Linked DNA regions of Sus scrofa: region 1 is linked to region 2. The links are chromatin contacts, called in public HiChIP or PLAC-seq maps. All regions are on one chromosome and are shown on one strand. Each heading gives the region's core, a stretch centred on a gene start, on an enhancer-like site or on the middle of the called end of the contact. The rest is flanking DNA. Distances are from core to core; before and after follow the strand shown.

What was found. HiChIP or PLAC-seq counts read pairs in DNA pulled down with a chosen protein or histone mark.
Region 1: an H3K27ac HiChIP or PLAC-seq map of alveolar macrophages shows a contact between it and region 2. The contact joins the enhancer-like site here to the promoter of ZNF217 in region 2. A contact is called at or near these places in 2 of 5 promoter capture datasets (fetal liver and liver), 25 of 47 Hi-C or Micro-C datasets (alveolar macrophages, blood, embryonic fibroblasts and 11 more) and 2 of 2 datasets of contacts at active chromatin or transcription factors (alveolar macrophages and skeletal muscle).

Annotation. Positions count from the first base shown.
Region 1 is chr17:54,692,532-54,698,231 of Sscrofa11.1, forward strand. No RefSeq gene overlaps it. Among named protein-coding and RNA genes, the nearest start is that of ZNF217, 64 kb to the left of the region's middle. Within about 2 kb of position 2,965, at least 50 of the 83 cell types and tissues checked have an H3K27ac peak or open chromatin away from gene starts, as enhancers often do. A contact at or near this core is called in alveolar macrophages, epiblast stem cells, fetal liver and 6 more, where this site is marked.
Region 2 is chr17:54,628,568-54,634,164 of Sscrofa11.1, forward strand. ZNF217 (zinc finger protein 217) reads right to left here and starts at 3,188. Exons shown (of 6, transcript NM_001123217.1): 1 at 2,984-3,188.

The DNA.
Region 1 (5,700 bases), core at 1,715-4,214, 64 kb after region 2:
AACCTTTTTTTTTGGAACTTGAAAACAGACCAAAATTTATTTATTTTTCCATTTTTTCAACTTTTATTGAAGCGTAGCTGATTTACAATGTGATTCCATGCCCACCCTTAATAGCTATTGTACTTATGGAGTTCCCACTGTGGAGCAGTAGGTTAAGAACCTGACGGCAGCAGCTTAGGTCGAGGAAGAGGTGCGGGTTCATTCCTGGCCTAGTGCAGTGGGTTAAAGGATCTGGTGATGCTGCAGCTGCCTTGTAGGGCAGGGATTCAATCCCTGGCCTGGGAACTTCCACATGCCACGGTGTGGCCAAAAAAAAAAAAAAAAAGTTGTTGCCCTTAGAATTCTTCTCTGGAATGCAGATACGGTATGCACAGCCAATCAGGTCTCCTGAGTAGATTAATGAGTAGTCAGCCATTTTGCTCAGGTAGGAGGAGGACAAAGAAATGGAGAGAAAAAGGAATTTTTTTTAATTAAAAGGAAGGGCGAGGTAGAGTAATAACAACAATAATAGTAATGATGGCAATAACTAGCTGGTATGGATGTTTCTGGAGGGCGGGGTTTAGGGCAAGGGCTTTCTTTCTCTTTCTTGGCCCAGTAGGCAGCATGTGGAAGTTCCTGGGCCATGCTACAGCAGCGACGGCACTGGATCCTTAACCTGCTGAGCCACCAGGGAGCTCCAAGGCTTTTTTTATTCTTATTCCCTACTTATCTGGTTAGGAAAACCTCAGCCTAGCTGAGGCTCCCTCAGTTTCCTAAAATCCTTTAGTCATCTTTCCTGAGGGCATCTGATACTTTTCCCACCTTGAACTCCCACTCTTGCTAAGGGTCATCTATGTAAGACAGCTGCACCGGCCAGGGTGAAATTATGAGGTTTCCAGTTAAAATAGGAGAGAGAAATATCTGGGTTCTCCCACGGTGTAATGTATGATCTCTGGTACCCTAAACAGTCATAGCCATTCTCCATTGGAATCTGCATTCTGCCACTCGAAACTGTGTGACCTTGAGCCACCTAGCCATACCTCAGTTTTGCCTTCTATAAAATGGGTATAATAATGGTAGAAAGCCCTAGCACCATTATGAGAACCAAATATCTTAATGCATATGTCTGGCACAGAAGAAGCTCTATATTGGATATTGTTTTTGTGGTGGTTTTGTAGGTTGTTTGTTAAGAAACTGCCAAGTGCTGATGACTTTCTTCAGCATGGAACTGGATTAACTAATAATCTTCTAAAGAAAATATTAAAAATCAATGATTCTTGGGAAAATTTATCTTGCTAATAGCATGACTTATCCACTGCAGAAACGTCTAAGAGCTGAATTAATTTATATACGAGCCCATTTTTAGACTAGAATTCTTTATGCTTGGAGTTCCCCCTGTGGTGCAGTGGGTTAAGGATCTGGCATTGCCATAGCTGTGATGTATGTTGAAACTGCTGGTCAAATTCAATCCCTGGCCTGGGAACTTCCATATACCATGAGTTTGGCCATTAAAAAAAAATGCTAGGAGTTCCTGTCATGGTGCAGCAGAAACGAATCCGACTAGGAACCATGAGGTTTCAGGTTCGATCCCTGGCCTTGCTCAGTAGGTTAAGGATCCAGTGTTGCCTTGAGCCGTGGTGTAGGTCAAAGATGCGGCTCGCATCTGGCATTGCTGTGTCTGTGGTGTACACCGCAGGCATGTGTAGATCCGATTAGACCCCTAGCCTGGGAACCTCCACATGCCAAGGGTGCAGCCCTAAAAGGCAAAGAAAAAAAAATTTTACACACTTGAACCCATCCTGTTTCCTGAGAATAGAATAATTCCGTGATAAAAGAAAGCGAGCTCCGCCACAGTTTCTACAACATATTTAACAAATATTGCATTGACCCAACAGGTGAGGAAAAGGAATACTTCCAGGTGTAAATAGAACACCTGATTAGGCTAATTTTGGCAATTCATTTTTTTTCCCTAGACAAAAGTAGAGTTTTCAAGCCAAATGATAATAGTACCAAAAAATTGAAAACGTCTGTTCTCTACCTGGAATTATATCTGTTTTAATTTTAAAAATTATTTTTTTTCTTACATTTTTTGGCAGCACCCGCAACATACAGAAGTTCCAGGGCCAGGGATCGAACCCACCATGGCGGAGACAACACTGAATCCTGAACTGCTGGGCCACCAGGAAACTCCGTGTTTTTATTCTTAATGTTTGTATGTGTGTTCCCTCTTGTTTTTCTTACTCATACCTGTGAACAATGATCTGTCTTAATTTTATGGGACTCTGCAAATTGTTGGTTTTTTTTTTTTTTTTTTTGGTCACAATTGTCTGCTTTTGAGTTCACGGAGTCCTTCCTTCTATTTCGATTTACAGATATATCCATACCTCTGTGGTCTGGGAGGGACACAGTTCATTGAGAAGAGCCCTTGCTGAGGGGGGATGGAGACCAGGAAGCTAGAACTGGAAGAGGCACCTCACACATGATTTCACCCCTAAGAAAAATGTGTTTTTTTTTTTTTTTTTTAATTTTGTTTTGCTTCGAGTTTTTCCACTTTTCAACCAGACTGTATTCAGATTTTACTCGAAAAATTAAAAATACAAAAAAAACACCCCAAGTTTCCCCAACTTATCTACTGCCTGCTGGGCTCACCTGCCAGGTCCAAAGAGCAAGAAGCAGGGAGAGGGGTGAGCTGGGCAGGGGAAAGGGGGGCAGATGCGGGGCAGGAAGAAAGGGGTGGGGCGGTGTGTGTGTGTGTGGGGGGGGGGGACTCGGGCTGCTTTCTTAGGTCGCCTGGTTCTCATTTTTTGTCTCTCCCTCCCCATGGATTTCCCCAAAGTGTGGAAAACCAGCACATCTTTTAAAGTTGGTGAGAGAGAGAGGGAGGGAGGGAAGGAGGTGCAAAGAAAGAGGGAGGAGTGGGGGGGGGGGAGAGAAAAAGAAAGGGAGAGGTCACGTGATTTTCTGGAACGCAGACTCACTTCTTTATTTTGATTCTCGCGTAAACGTCCTGCCTCCAACACACTTTGCCTGGATCAGAAAGGGTAAAGGCACGTCCCCCCGGAAAGGGTCACTTCTTCAGTTCACGGCGAACCAATTCTTTGATCCTCCCTCATTTTGTTCCTAAGATTTACTTCTCTTTCAAATCAAATAATTTGTCTCTTTCTCCTTCTGAGAAAAGCTTTCTAGATGCGATTTCCCTTTTGAAAGGAGGACTTTGAAGTCCTTCCCCAGCACATCCTTTCTTAAAGGGAGGGGGTGAAAGGGGGCAGCCCCCGGGGCCGAGAGCAGTTTAAAAAGTCGCTTTCCAAAGACCCCCCCCCCCCCCCCCGGTGCAGACTCTCAGACGGAAACTTCCCAGCTGCGGGAAGACATTTCCAAATGCCAGTCTGTGGCTGGCACACCTTTGCTCCCAGGTGAGGCACACAAAACGGCTTTCTTTGGACCCCGAGGGCCCCATGCAGGTGGAGGCAGGCAATGCAGAAAGGAAGCCTATTTTTAGACTTGAGTACAACCACGTCCATGGGAGGGCTACAGGCTTTGAATTAGCAAGGCTTCTATAAGGTATTTAGTCCTCGTTGCCTGGGACGTCAAGGCGGAATAGCGGGAATCCAAGGTAGTATATTTCCTGGGGGGTTCGATTTCAAGCTTCCGGTGTGTGCAGCGTTACCTTAATCCCATCTGGAGCATCACTGTGGATGACGCCAGGCTGCAGCACCTGCCCCACAGTGGCCAAAAATGGTGACAACAATTCAAGCCTCTCAATGAGGAATGAGATGTTTGTACACGAAATGACCTTTAATTGTGTCTTAGAAACTCTTGTCAGATCAACATGTGGTTTCAGTTACTCTGCAGAGGTTATTGCATTTCAAGCTGTTTTTTTTTTTTTCAGCATTTAAATGAAGTATTTTCTCTTTCATATATTTGATGTGGCTCAAAGAAGCTTGCTGCTTTTTTCTCCTTTTTCTCACAGATTTTATTGTTTGATTAGATCTTTTTGTTAAGTCAGATCAAAGATGGCTTTTTCTTTCTTTAGGAGAGGTATTTTCTTAAAACAAATCAGTAGAATGGAATTCACAGTAAAGAAGCATTTTATTCAAAAGATTTTGAAAAGGGAAAAGATTTCAATAGGCATGAAGAGACTTTTTTTTTTTTGGCCACAACTGCAGCACGTGGAAGTTCCCAGGCCAGGGACTGAACCCACGCCACAGCAGCAACCTGAGCTGCTACAGCGACAACGCTAATGCCAGATCCTTAACCCACTGAGCCACCGAGGAGCTTTTTATTGTTGGCTGCCCCGCAGCACATGGAGTTCCCGGGGCCAGGGATCAGATCTGAACGGCAGCGGAGACCCTAGCCAAAGCTGCGGCAACCTCAACGCCGGACCCCTAGCCCACTGTGCCTGGCCAGCCGGGAATCCAACCCATGTCCCAGTGCCCCCAAGATGCCACGGATCCCGTTGTGACACAGCAGGAACTCTGGAGGGACATTTTTATTTTTGTATTATGTTTATTTGTCAAAGAGTTTGATGAAAGTAAATACCTGGGCATTCTAAACTTTGGATTTTCCACGGAAAGACTTCGGCAATCTTAGCTGGACAGGTGAATGGTTACGGAAAACATCCACCTCACATTTTAGGACCTGGGAAGGAATATCAGAGGGCGAGTAGTTCTGCCCTTCTTAGCCCACTCCCGCCTTTAATGTGCAGATGCTGGCCTGAGGTCCCTGCTCCTGCTGTTCTAGCCACTTGGAGTGTCCTTTCCATGCCTCTTGGTTGGACCCGCTTCTTCCTGTATTTCTTTGCTTTTTTTCCCCCTGCATCTGTTGAGATGACCATACACTGGAATTTTCTTTCTCATTCTCTTAATGTGGTGCAGTATTCATTGTTTATTTATTAGCTTCTTTCTTTTTTTTTTTTTTTTAGGGCCATGCCTGCGGCATATGGAACTTCCCAGGCTAGCAGGCCTACGCCACAGCCACAGCAATGCAGGATCTGAGCTGTGTCTGTGACCTACGCCAAAGCTTGCAGCAATGCTGGATCCTTAACTCACTGAGTGAGGCCAGGGATCCAAGGCGCATCTTCATGGATACTAGTCAGGGTCCTAACCTGCTGAGCCACCATGGGAACTCCCTCTTCCTGTATTTTAAGAGGAAACCCAGGAGTTTCTAGAAAGCACCGGTGTCCCTGTAACAACCTGTAGTTGCTCTATCAAGGCACATTACATGGAAATGACGTGTTCATTTGGTGGCCCTCGCCTCAGGGGCACGAATTGTTCTGCTCTCCTCTGTCTTTCTCCCCTCCCCGTGCTGGATGGAGCACAACGTGCATCCGTCAGTCTGAAGTGAACAAAGACAGAAATGTGGTATTTGCTTCACTATAAAAACAGTGTTGGGGGGATTCTTGGGAGTATGCGCAGTCACACAGTAAATGGTAGCTGTAAAATGTCACATGGATGATGCTATAGCGCGCTTATTTATTTATTTTTTTGGCCACACCCGTGGCAGTGACCTGAGCCACAGCAATGTCAACATCAGATCCTTAACCCACCAGGCCACCAGGGAACTCCCTAGATAGCACATACTACAATTTCAAATGATATGTATTTTTCTTATTTACTGTGTTAATTCATCTATCTCTTTAGCTTAAAATATCTACTCTAGGGAGTTCCCATGGTGGCTCAGCAGGTTAAGAACCCACCTAGTATCTATAAGGCTGCAGGTTCG
Region 2 (5,597 bases), core at 1,938-4,437:
GAAGATAAAAGGACTGAAAAGTTGGACACGAAAGAAAAGTATGTGTCCTTTACCTAGAAAAGGCATGATCTCTCTACTTCCTCCTCCAGCATGCAAATCAATGTGCAATTCTAAAGGAGCGGCCTCCCTCCTCAGCCAAATAATTAAAATTCCAAACAATCAGATTATTAACCCTATTCTACCAAACCAGCTAAATGAATGATAAATTTGGCTTGCAGCTACTGACAACCAAAAACTTTTAAATAAGTCATTGCCTCTTGAATTGAATACTTAAATATAACTGACTTAAAATGGCAGCAGTTTGGGGTGGGGGGGGTCCTCTCTGACTAAAACACCAGGATTACACACACACGCACACGCACACACACACAACTACAGTCTTTAGAATCCTAAACAAAACAGTATCTAAAATAAACAGGACTTCTCAGAAAAAGTAATCTACCATTAAGGACACACCTTAAAAGTTCTTAGCACACATTAACTAAGCAAGCACAAACTAGTGGTTAGACTGTTATATTTTTCAGACAAAAAGCAATTAGGTTATTATTCTGTTCTTGTCACTTCTCTACTAAAGGCTTTTTAGAAAATCTAGATCTATTACTCATTCTCAAAGTATTACAAAATCCAGCATTTTAAGTCTTATTGGTTATCAATCAAGGCAGTCCCTCCATTCCGGGGGGGGGGGGGGGAGAGAAAAAGTACAGTAAAGAACATTTTAAATGTACTTCTTGACACATACAAAAGAGAAGGTGAAAGGCCTCCTCAAGACCCCTACCTAGTGGCCAGGCCCGGCCGGCAGCTGCTGTTACCCTGCCTTTTCTTTTGTTGAGCTTAATCTCATGTCAACTCATTCAACCAACTCAAAAGCGATGAAGACATAATTGAATCAACCTGAACTAAATCAGACCTAGGCTTCTTAAAATATACAGCTTAATGGTTCCCAACAATCTAGAAAACCAGGAAACCAGCTAGTATACACGGTGGTCAATAACACAGGATCCCAGACGGGCCAAAGAACCACCGTACCCGCCATACCTTTAATACACGTTAAGGAATGTTCAAGCTCAACGCTCCAAGCCCTATAGGCTGATCCAGAAAGATAAACTGAGGCTCAAGGAATTTCAAAGGGGAACAACACTCCAAGGCCTTAAAAACTCTGAAGGGACTCTCCTTTTCTTGGGAGAAACAACAAGAGAAAAAAGAAAGTTTTCACTGCTCCAAGTGTGAACAGGCTACTTGGGGTCCCAGAAGTGGCCACTGGTGGCCCTTTCCTGCTCTCCTGACTACGCCTTGCGGGAAAACTACCCCCCCCCCCGCCCACCCCACCCCCACCCACCCGCCCAGGAATACGGCTTCCCGTCCTCGGTGGCCCTACCCCGAATCCTAAAATAAAGGTTCCCACTCGGGACCTGAACGTCCGTCCCGACCCCCTGGACGCAGGTAACGGCCGGTGCACCCCGCAGGCCAGGTCTGACCCCCTCGGGGCAGGACCGCCCCGGCCGCCACAAATCCAGCCTCCTGGAGCCCCCAGTAGCGCCCACCCCTCCTCCCATTCTGTGCGGCTCGCATTTTGAGGCCAAATCTAGAGTGAAGAGGGCTCTACATCTGAAACTGAGCGGTTTCGCCACTCAGCGCCTCCTGGCAGAAACTTCCCTTTTAAAAAAAAAAAAAAGAAAGAAAGAAACACTTTTAGGCTAACATTTCAATCCCTTCTGCCCCTTAGAGTTCCTAGCTCTGCTTCCAGCTGGCTTTGTGTCTCCCACTAGAATTGAGTGATTAAAGATAATTCTTAAAGCGTTTAAGGGCTATTTTTTTTAAAGTTTTCTCTTAAAAAAATCTTTTAAAATTAAAAAAAAAAAAAAAAACCTTATCACACACACACCCAGGAAACGCAGCCCGGTGCACCGCCTGCTCAGGGATGGGCAGAGGATCAGGACTCCCGGGGACGGATTTAGGGGAACCTGGGGGGCTGGCTGGGGTGCGCGTCGGGGTCCGCGGCGAGGCCAAGCCCCCTCCCTCGGCCCCTATAGACGCGCCCTCCGCCCGGCCCGTGCGGACGGTCCCGGCCATTGTTTGCGGGGGACGCCTGTTAGGACGCATTGTTTTGGCTGTTTCCAACTTGCCCGGGCCCCTCCCGGGCCATCGCAGGGGTCCCCGCGCCGGCCCGCTCCCTTCCGCCCGCCCCCCACGGCCGAGAGGGCAAACGCGGAGACCTGCCGGCGGAGCCACCCAACTTTTCAGGAACAGCCCCCCACCCAGCCACCCACGCAGCCCCCGGGCCCCCTCCGGCGGGCCCCTCTCTCCCGACCTAGGGAAGGGGGGGGGACTCCCCCGCCCCCAAGCCATCTTGACTGGTTCCATGAGTGAGTGTGATGGTCAAACACAGTACACACCGGGGGCTCGCCCGACACCTTCTCTCCGGTGGAAATGCTCAGAAGCCGGATGGGGAGGGGGCGCCCGAGAGGAGCCGAATAGAGAGTGGGGATGGGGGGGCGGGCGGGGCGGGCAGACAATCTGGGGAGGGGGGCGAGATAACGAGCACCGGAGACTCGAGGGCGGGCTCGGGGGACGCCGGAGGGGCGAGGGCGAGGCGCCCCCCAAGGCCCCGCGCGGGCGGGGGGGCGCGCCCCCTTTACCTGCGGCTCCGGCTCCTCGGCCATTTCCTCGCTCGGCGGCGGCCGGGACTGAACTGACACCACACGAGCGAGCCGAGGTTTGAATGAGGAGGGAGCAGGCGAGGAGGGGAGGGGGCGGGGAAGGCAGGAGGGAGGGGAGGCGACGGGGAGTTTCTCTCGGCCTTTTGTGCGGACACCTCCCGGATTCCGCGCCCGCACCGGCCCCCAAAAGAGGCAGGGGGCCACTGGGCGAGGGGCGAGGCTATCCCTCAGGGCGCCTCAGCGCCTCACTCCTTGAAGACCCCCCCAAAAGCAGCGCCCCCACCCCCACCCCACCCCCGCCCGGAAGATTTGGGGGCCGGGCTCACCTCGGGCGCGGGGCTAAGGTGAGCGGGGCGGGGGGTGCTCACGGGGGGCAAAGGCGCGGGCGCCCCCTACTCGTCCGCGCGGGGACAGTGCAGGCGCGGGGGGTCCCTAGAGCCGCCGGGGCGCGGCGCGTCCGGCGCAGGGGGACTGTTGGGTCAGAAAGTGCTCAGGGAGCAGCTGTTGCGCCCTCCCTCGGCCCGGCAGCTCGGAGACGCCCCGCCTCCTGCCTTCACCGGCCGCCCCGCCCTCGGGCCCGCCCCTCACCCACGTGATCTGCGCAGGCGCGCCCCTGCCCCGCCCACCGCCGAGGACTCCGCCTCCGGAACGCGGGCGAGCCGAGGAGCGCGCGCACTCCCTGTTCTCGCCCTGCGACTCCCGCGCACGCGCGCGCCTTTCACCGCCCCTACACCCCCGCCTCCCGCCATCCGGCTTAACGTGGCCGGCGCGCGCCCGGCAGTTCCAGTGACAGGTATGCGGGGAGGGGGCCCACGAAGGCAGTGCGCAGGCGCAGTTCCAGGCCTCTGCCTCTCCGCTTCCCCCTCCCTTGCAAGGTGTGCCCGGGCGAGGGGAGGGGCTGGTTGCCCGAACTCCTGGGTCATCCGGTATTACTAATAGGCGAAAAGCGTTTACACTTATTTGGGTAGGTGAGGAGACAGCTGTGCACAAACAATATTTTTTCGGATTTTCTTCAAGCATGAGAAAGGTCGATGAATAAAGATGATTAAAATATTTTTAAATTAGTATCTTCATTAAGGCATCCTTTAATGCCTGGTTGCTGGTTTTCTAAAAGGGCAGGGCTTGCGCTGCTGTAAAAACTTGAGATTTCTAAACTTGGCCTAGGTTCCAGGAATCCACTTGGCTTTGATAGAAATCCACGTGGATGAAACCAGGCTTTAAACTAGGGACAAAAACAACAACAAAAACTAGCTTTTCCCCTCTTCACGTAAAGCGTTTCCCAGCCATTTTTTTATTTGCTCACGAAAAAAGAAAAAGTTATGATTCCGAAGGCCAGTGATATTACCCCATTTAAATAAGCCCCTAGGAGGAACCACAGAAGTAACAGTCACATCCACCAAATTCTCTGTCCCAAGATACAAACACAAAAGGGAGCTATGCAAGTCACCACAAACAAAATAGCGAAGTTTTTTGGGTTCTTTGTTTTTCTTTTTTTTTTTTTTTGTATTGGCCTTCAGTGTATCCAAAAGGGGAAATCTTAAAATATATCAAGACAGGCACTTAAAGCATATATTTTAATAAGTCGGGACCCAAAAAAGCCCTACATAAATGCTCTGCTGGTGAGCAATGCAATCCTTAATAAATAAGAAATGGAGTTTAGGGGACAGTTTCTTAGCAAAGGGGAAGAATTTGCCAAGTGTGATGTTTTTGCTGTCATTTTATGTATAACTCCTAACCCCACATATGGTCTGGTTAGTCTTTGTTAAAAAGGAAGCACACCAACTACTTCTCACCATTAATTAGCAGGGCCAGAAGTAGACTCTTAGGCCAGAACTCTTTTTTTTTTCCACTCAAGTATACTAATATTGATCGTTTCTAGTACCAGAGTTCTTTTCTCAGGGAAGATGAACATCTTTCTTTAATATATTTTTTAAAGCCTTATCAATAGTCACAGCCCAAAAACAGTCCAAAGACACACTCTTCCTCAACAAGAAACTTCATTTAACTTATCGAAACAAATGACTTCTGGCATTGCTGTAAAACAAAGAAACTATGAACAAGTGAAACCAAATTGAGTCTTCACTTAGTGCAGCCTCACTCTACATGTTAATGGATAACCTTTGAACTCTGAAACCTTGAATGCTGTAAACACAATAGCACCGATAGTTAAAAATCCTAGTGTCAAAAATAGAGCAAAAAGAACAGTCCAAACTTTTCAGTAGAAATAGGGAAACAATCAAATGTTTTGACAAATAATCGTTTCACTAAGAACAATGAGGCTCCTGGTTCTCAGACCTTGTTGCTACTGAATTATTTTCTGAGCAAAAAAGGGGGGGGGTGCTTTTCCCTATGCCTTCACAGAGCTACCACTTTGTGAGCATAATAGCATCCTATGGTTTGTTAGTAACTGTTTCTCCTCTCTTCTCTGCCACCCGCCCCCCCCCCCCGCGCGCCCAGCAAAAACAAACAAAAACAAAAACAAAACAAAACAAACACATTATGTTGTAGCTTTTAAAATTGAAAGATAATTGTATGAATTGATCTATCTGCTAAGAGTTTTATAGGCGATCCTTATGTTTGAGCAAAGAATTACAAAGAACCTTATTCCTGGAGACGTGCCAACAAAACTGGGAAGTCGTTGCAAAATTCTGCCAGTGGCTGAGTCCTGGGTTGCAAACACAAACTGTGTTTTTAAATGGACGTAGAGTGATCTGAATGCGCGGTTCGGGCGTCTGTGCGACACATTCGCCTCTTAGAAGGTGGAGACTCACACTTAAGATTTATTTGGAAAGTATGTCTAGTTAAAACAACTAAGAATGGAAACTCCAAAAGCAACAGGAGGACACTAGGAGCATTTGGTTTCGTAGTAAAGCTAAGAACTCGTTAGTATGAAATGAAAATCGAACGTTGATCTCCATATACTTAGCTCCGCCCTCGCGT